Regions from separate parts of the Capsicum annuum genome. Here region 1 is linked to region 2. The links are chromatin contacts, called in public Hi-C maps. All regions are on one chromosome and are shown on one strand. The core of a region is the stretch at or near the end of the contact, and the rest is flanking DNA. Distances in the headings are between cores, read along the strand shown.

What was found. Hi-C and Micro-C count contacts between places; a contact is called where the count stands out from the background.
Region 1: a contact with region 2 is called in a Hi-C map of bud, with 2.1 times the contacts expected there. The contact joins the enhancer-like site here to the promoter of LOC107863973 in region 2. A contact is called at or near these places in 3 of 5 Hi-C or Micro-C datasets (bud, leaf and placenta).

The regions. Positions count from the first base shown.
Region 1 is chr3:34,204,136-34,208,341 of UCD10Xv1.1, reverse strand. It overlaps the pseudogene LOC107863972. Among protein-coding and RNA genes, the nearest start is that of LOC107866394, 24 kb to the left of the region's middle. Within about 2 kb of position 1,846, at least 5 of the 5 cell types and tissues checked have an H3K27ac peak or open chromatin away from gene starts, as enhancers often do. A contact at or near this core is called in bud and leaf, where this site is marked.
Region 2 is chr3:34,163,586-34,167,666 of UCD10Xv1.1, reverse strand. It overlaps LOC107863973 (protease Do-like 2, chloroplastic), which reads left to right and starts at 2,478. Exons shown (of 21, transcript XM_047409284.1): 1 at 2,478-2,774; 2 at 4,049-4,081. The coding sequence starts at 2,634.

The sequences.
Region 1 (4,206 bases), core at 597-3,096, 41 kb before region 2:
TATCCAAAAAAGTGGATTCAAGGTTTGTCCAATTGAAGGAAAAATTTTCATTTGTCAATTTTGATGGCAATCCTAAATGTATTCCATCGTTTAAGTCATGTTGGTCGAATTATATAGGTAAAACTTGAACTAAATCGTCTGATGAAATCCATGCTAGAATTTTTTCAGATATTCATGTACCTGCAAGTTTGATGCGACAAAAGACTTCCAAGCCAGAGATTTTAGAATACAATGCACAGATTACTGAAGAACAAGCAACTAAAAAAAGGGGAAACATAGGTATGATGATAAGCTTAAACAACTATGTATGGTAAAATCATTACATTCTATATATACTTTTGCCTTTAATTGGTTCTTGTTGTCCGTAAAAGATTGCCAAATTCAATATCTTGGATATATTTGATTACTTTCCATCTCATAAAGAAACTTGTTCACATTTCTTTAAATGTTTGTATATTTTTTTTCTCTTTCTTGAAAACTCTATTTCACAGCAACAAAAGTTTTGAAGTGAAAAAGAAAAACGAGAGGCATTCTAGGAAGGTAGAGAGGGAAAGGAACAGATTCCTGGATGTAAGTTGAACCCTTGAAGCCAAAGTTTATGTTTTCTTTAACTCATTATATTTGCTACTTTTGTGGGTCAATATCTACTCTTTAATAGAACAAAAGGAAAATATTGTCCATCACTATATGTTACCAGAGATGTTACATTTTATGTCCTAACTTGTCGAAAGTTGGAAGTGAAATGGTTGAGGTCCTTATTCAAACCAGGAGGTGATGGGTTCAAGCCGTGGAAATAGCTTCGGGCAAGGTAAGGCTGAGCACAAATAGATCCTGTGGTCTGACCCTTCCGCGGACCAAAATTAAGACTTTTTTATACCAGTCTGAATATGAAACAAAAGGAGAAGAAAAATATAAAACTTATAGCTTTGAGGTAAAGAGTCAATGACCTTGAACTACTATTTGAGTCTCTATAGGTTTCTTGACGTGGATGTAGAAAAAACGAAACTTCTGCTGGTCAAATCTAGTCCCAACAGTACCCATCATTCTATCCATAACCTTATCAACAAAATTTAAACCACCCACCTCCTCAATCTCACTCTTATTTTCAATCCCATAACCCCTTAATATCCCATCTATTAGAGCCTGCGAGACTCTAACCACAGAATTGGTAAATTCCTCAGATCTTGTAATTTTAGATAAATGCTTCAAACTCCTAGGAAGTTCATCAAAATTAGACTGCAAAACCTCCTGTAAATCCTTAGACACAACACTAACAGCTTTAGAAGAATCAGAAACCCATAATTTAGAAACCCAAAAAACTAAACGCACGCCAAATTCAAGGAAAAACATAACACCCACAATCAAAATTAGAGAAATTAACAACAAATGTAGCTAAAATATAGAAAACCCACAAGCAAGTAATCTCAAAAGAACAATGATACATACAATTAGTGAAAACCCCACAAACGGAGCAGGAAAAACGGGGGTCCAAAAGACGTTAATTTTCACTAATTGCAAAAATCAACAGAACATACATACCTCAAACAAAATTAGCCCTAATTTTCTTCTTTTTCCAAGAAAATACCGGCAGCTCAGTACCGGCACTGGCAGCTTCCAAGAAATTCAAATGTTGAAATCGCACTTTTACAGCCGTCGTTTAAGTGTTGAAATGTTTAAGTGAATGAGCATATTGGATCAGAGTAGGTTTAAATGTTGAAATATTTTAGTATTAAAATATTTTCTTATTGGCGGACTTGATAAAATTTTCCTTATAAGTGTTGCAATAGTTTCTTTTATTTATCTATTGCAACACTTAATGTCTAAGGCAGCGATTATAGTGTTAAGTTGTAGCTAACAGAATAATTATTTTCGGCAACGCTTGCAACCGTTGCAATAGACCACCTATTGCAACGCTTGTTTAACCGTCGCCAAAAAATTCGTTGCCATAGGGGTAATTTCCATTAGTGTATATCTCTATCTTTATCTCTATGTTTATCTCTCTCTAATCTCTATCTTTATCTCTATCTCTATCTCTAATCTCTATTTCTAATATCAATCTCTAATATTTATCTCTAATATATTAAAGATGTGAAGGTTGTTAGAAATATCGATTGAAATTTTTTCCCTTAATTAAAAGTCTCCGCTTTAGACAAAATCGCCTGTTCAATTTTTTTCTTGACTAATTAATTGACTATTTATTTAAAAATTAAAATGTGTTCAAATATATGATAAATTAATGTTAGTAATTTTCTTTTTCCTTATGTAAATAAAAAATGAATCTTAAAATAAAATAAATGGTAACAAAAATCCTATAAGTTGATTCACTTTAGGATCAATACAAAATTAGAGGTTCAATTACTTGAACCTATATGCATGATGCCCACTTTGTAAATATGTTGTTTCTCAGCAAAGTCCGGCAGAGAATCATTAGAAAGGACTTCTAAATTAAGTAAAATTAAGACCTCCTATGATATATGGTAAGAGAAAAATATAAAATTAAGTACTCCTAAAATATATGAAAAGAATTAGATATTTATTTTAAATATTAAGAGAATTATCACACGCACACACCAGACAAAATATATTCTCTCATTCATAGACAAAAAGAAGAGGATATAAGCATAAATACATAGCCCATGTCTTTATGAATATCTTCAAGCTATAGATCCAAAGTTGAGTAGTTATTTCAGTAGAACCGGTTGTTTCTGACGATTCCGTAGATAAAGTAATCAACGAAGAAAGACATGGTCAGTAATGATTTGAGTGCATCGATAATTTTTAAAAGAACAATCATTACACCTATGTGGTAGGTAATTTTCATGCACACATACACGTGATTACAATGCGTACAAAATATATGCTCACATTTATGGTCAAAAAGGAAGGGGACCTTAGAGTAATTGGTAAGGTTACTGTCATGTGACCAGGAGATCGTGGGTTCAAGCTATGAAAATAGTCTCTGGTAGAAATTCAAGGTAAGGTTGCGTACAATACACTCTTGTGGTGGGGCTCTTCTCCGAACTCTAGACACAGCGGAAGCTTTAGTACACTGGGCGATCTCTTTTTTATTTATGGTAAAAAAGAAGAGGCTACAAGCACAATTATAGAGAATAACTGGAGGAAATTAAAAAATTTTAAGAGAACAATTTTGACAACTGCAAATTATTTGTTGTTAATCACCAAAAGGAAAGTATATTTGTTTTTTTGTTTGGCTAAATTCTACTTTTTCATAGAATTGAGTGAGAGAGAAAAGCAATTCAGATGTGAAGGTGTAGACCAATTTTACAATATTCAAGTCTTTTTATATTTAAAGAAAAAGTCATTACTGAATTATCGAGTAGACGATGGAATTGAAAGATTAATCAAATCCAATAGTGACTCGCTGAAGACACACATGAATGAGTTAGCGGGAATAGTGAATGCACAAGTTATACTATAAATTTACGAATTAAAACTTTCATAATGAAATGGTAAATTATTTCTTTCTATATTTAACTTCTTGTGGTTAAATTTTTTTGATTGTTGTTGTTGGACAATATTTTGAGACTGAAAAATAATAATTGAGACAAGAAAAATATTGCAATAATCATTTTATTAATTCTAGAAAATGAGTGTTACAATCTCTATGAATCCTCCGATTCACCTTTTCAAATATAAATTCAAGGGCTTCAAGCTTGAACTTGATTTAAGCATTTGATGGATTTGATCTTGACTTGTTCTTGAATTCCAGGGCTTTTGATTTTGTTCTTGAACCTTGCAGTCTTGATCTTGTATCTTGATGAACTGGATTTGAATGCTTGAGCTTTGTAGAGAAATTGCAACCTTTGATCCACGAGTTTTCTCTTGTTTCTTGTTAGAGTTCTTCGTTCCTTTTTTTGAATTATGAGACCCCTATTTATAGTTGTAGAAACGGAAGAATCATGTTGAAGAGGGACTTCCTTTGTCCAATCAAATTCAAGTGGTGTGACGCCTTTTATGGGCTTTTGATTTTACCAGGCATGCTGCATCATTTTGTCATGTTGCATGGTCCTATTGACTTCTTCATTTGACTTGACATGCCACGTCATCTGACACATGTCACTCCTTTGGGTCTCTAGAATATGATAATATCTTGGGCTTAGCAAAGTGGGCTCATCATTTGTAGCCCAAATCAATGGGTTAGCCCAATAAAAATAGGACTCTAATTAAATCTATACATGTTTGGAC
Region 2 (4,081 bases), core at 1,229-3,728:
AAAAGGATTGAACACGGTCCACCATACGAGTCCCTGGTATGATTCGTACCTTGAATTACGGCTCATGGTGAGCCACTTACTCAGATCCAACATAAGTTAGTAAGTCTAAGATTAAGCTAAGGAAAACCCAAACGAAACGATCTGTATCCAACCATACGACTCGTACCTATTCAAGTCGTACCCATTCCAGTGACCAAAATTCATCCCACCAACCAACACTGGTCAGCATACGACTAGACCATGCCAGTCGTACCCCAACATACGACTCGCAACCATGAGTCATATTGGGTCCAGAGACCAGAATTTTAGAAAATTTTCTAAGGTCCAGAAACCAGGGTGTTTTAGAACCACAAAATTTGGACACTTAGTTTTTTTTTTTTGTTTTGGGACCCAAAAAAAGGACTAAATGATGAAAACTGAGCAGATTTGCTCTCTGAAATACATCCCACGCGCTGTACAGGCGCTGGGTTTTTATTTGGCTGCTGCTGATGTGGTAGCAGGTCTAGTCCCCTACTGCGTGGTAACCGCATGGCGCTAATGTGGCGGGGTTGATCGGGTCAGCTGTTGACATGACAGCTGAAGTGAAAATTATTATTTTTTAAATAATCTTTTTAAAAAAAAATCACAAATAGCCCCACTAATACTTTGACCAAGAACAAGATGAACAATCTCAAGAACACCAACAAAACTCTCAATATTCACAACTTCATATCTTCTTCATTGCAACTCCAAATTCAATAAAATTTTCACCTACATATTTCTTTCAACGCCACGAACAAATTTCACTAATATTTAGCCTTTAATTTCAAGCCAAAAATAAACTCACTTTTTAAAATCCACAAAGTTTCAAACCCTTCACTGATAGCTTCAATTCTACACCTCAAAATCGCACGAAAGTCGAGATTTAGGCTAAAAATATACAAGGAAATCAAGATCTAGTGTCAAATAAACAAATAAAAAAAAGTTTATTTTTTTTTGAAATTTTTGGAAGATAATTTTTTTTTTGAGATTTTTTAAGAGGTCAAAATCCCAAGATTAAGATTTGTGGAAACAAACCTTAACCTAGGCCTTTGTTACCAAAATGATAAGAATCGAAAGAGGGAAAACAAGAAAAAGAGAAGACAAAAAAAAATAAATAAATATTTGGAGTAGTATCTAAGTGTTGAAATTATGGGCAACAAGGGACTTGATACCCTCTCCTCTCAATTAATTTCAACACTCAAAACACAAATTCAAACTTGAACAATCAATGAAACTGAACCACAAATGGGTAATTCTTCCATTAATCAAATCAAAAGTTCACTAACAATTTCAAAATCAACACTAATTAACCCACTAACTACACTAATTACTTCACTAATTTCTTTAAGGGAATTTACTAAGAAAATATAATTTCTCAAAAATGTCAATATTCATCAAAACTCCCATGCAAAATAAGGAAATGTCCTCAAGAAGATAAAATGACAATTTGTTTTTACAAATATGTCCTTAATAAAAGGACTTTGTTTCACTCTCTTCTCTTCTCCTTCTTCACATCGATTCACCTTTCATAAATTGAATGCCTTCCTTTGACACCCTTCAAGTTCCTCTAAGCCTTTTTCCTAGCAAACATGTTTTGAAAATCTTGAAGCTTTTTTGCTCTAATACGAGTAAATGATTTTGAAGGATCCACGCTAGTATCACTAAACATGAGACTTCATTGAAAAAAACCTCAATTCATAGATTAAAAACTCTAATCCACCATGTGCAAAATTTTGAATACTTAAGAAAAGAAAAATTCACGAAAAGTACAAGCACATGAGCATAATACTCTATTGCAAATGGGAGGACTTCAAACTATACATAATATCTTACAAAGTTTTTCTTTTTAAATCACTTTGCAAAACATATACAATTAGCATAATATTGGCGCATTTAAACAAATTCAACACAAAAAACCTAATCGCAATCTAAAAACACTACAATATTAAATCAATACTACAAACCTTTAACGATGCAGAACCTCCGAAAGCAAAGAAACTAAATAAACTAAAGGATTCACGCTGGATAGCTACAATCTATGGTCGGAGATTGAAGGACCACAATATGATAATGGAGAACAATGATCGGAGGAGGGAAAAGATGAAAAAAATCACGATGAAAAATGAAGAGTACAAAAAGGAGAAAATTTGGCTAATAGGCCATTTAACCAAAAATTCCTACGAAAAGGACAAGAATGTCTTGCTCAACAAATTTGAAACATAAAAGCGAAACAATGCAAGAGAAAATCAAATTAAAGATAATTATCAATTGATTGAGTTTTTTAACTGAATTATTATTAATTATCTATCAATATATAATTTTTTTTAAAAATATTTAATACCCAAATTATTCATTGTATACTTTTTATTTGAGATATATTTTAATAAGTAATAAGTGATATTTAGGTTAAAAAAACTCAAATCCTTGATAATTTGGATCTAAAGCTAAAAAAATCAATTAAGTTAGGGATATGTGTTTGACAGCATAATGAAACTCAAAAGGGTTGCGAATAAGTAGAGTAGTTTAGGATAAGGAAACACTACATTTTCCTGTTATTAGTCTTCACTCTTCACTGGTTGTCCAATTGCATTTGGTGCATTAGTTAGTAATAGATGGCAGTTGCAGCTGCAGCTTGTTGGTTCACTGCCGGCACTTCATTCTCCTCTTTAACATCTCACCGCCTGTCCTCTTCGTCTTCTTTATTTATTCCTAAAGCTTTACATCAAAATTCATCATTTCATTCCCCTTCTCAGGTAAATTTATTGCTACATACTTTCATTTTTTTCTCTATTAATACTTGTTTAATTTTAATTTCAGTTGTTCCAAATCTCGGTTCTTTTTATTGCTTTTCTGACAGTTCACTTTTAGAAAATGCCCACATATTAGTTTATGATTTGACATTAGTCCCTTTTGTTCTTTCCATTGGTGTTCAAGACAGTAGTACCAAGTTTACGTTTACAATTACTAATATCATAAATTCCAAGACCTCAGAGGTGAATCTAGCATTTATAGAACATGGTGCAGCCACTAAAACAACAACAAAAAATAAATGCATAAATGGGAATTGATCCCCAACATTCAATCAAATGCACCATTTTAGCCTTCTTGTAGCATGGATGAGATGACATCAGATAATATTATATCAATTTTAGATAATATATACATAAAACACCTAGCTTATGGAGAGTCACGTGCCCCACAATTTACCATATAAATTCACCACTGGTCGAGGCTAAGTTGTGCGGACTCTTCACCTTCGATGCGCACTCGTGTCGGATTCTCCAAAATTCTCCAAGTATACACTACTTTTGGAGAACCCAACATCCACATCCCCCTGCTGACATTTTGAAGGGTCCGAGCAACACAGGCTCGAGGTTAGTGCTAAAAATGACAAATGAAGAGAAGTTCAAGATTTTGGGTTCAATGGATTTTTGTAAGAAAGCACACAAATGCTTTTATTGCTATTTGCTAGGTAGTAGACACCAGTGGTGGAACCAGTATTTTCATTAAGGGGGTTCAAAATATAAAAAAATTAAACACACGAAGCAATCAAGGGGATCTAGTATTTGTTATATATACGTAAAATTAATTTTGACCTTATATTTATAGTGTGAATTTTCAACGAACTTGCTGTACCCTGGTTCCGCTCCTGGTTGACACTAGAAAGATATAAGCATAGGATGTGACATGACTATATTCTCCAATATCCAAATGTGAAGGACTATAGCTGATAGAAAGATTATAAGATATCTAGGGAAGTTGGGATTCACAAATTATACTCTCACTTGGATGAAAAAGGTATAACCCGTGAAGGATTTTTGTGAAGGAAACACACAATTGTTGTTGTTGTTAGTTCCTCCCATGTAAATTTGATGATTCATACAGACTGAATTGCTCTTATGTGTTCATGTTTTCAATATATATGGCAGTGCCGCATGTCACATTAATGTGTTATAATTTAGAAAAAGGTATTTTTCTTTTTGTTCATGAGTAAAGATTTTAGCTAACAAGCAAAGGATGGATTCAGAAAGCAGTTGGTAAACAGAACTTCCGATGGAGA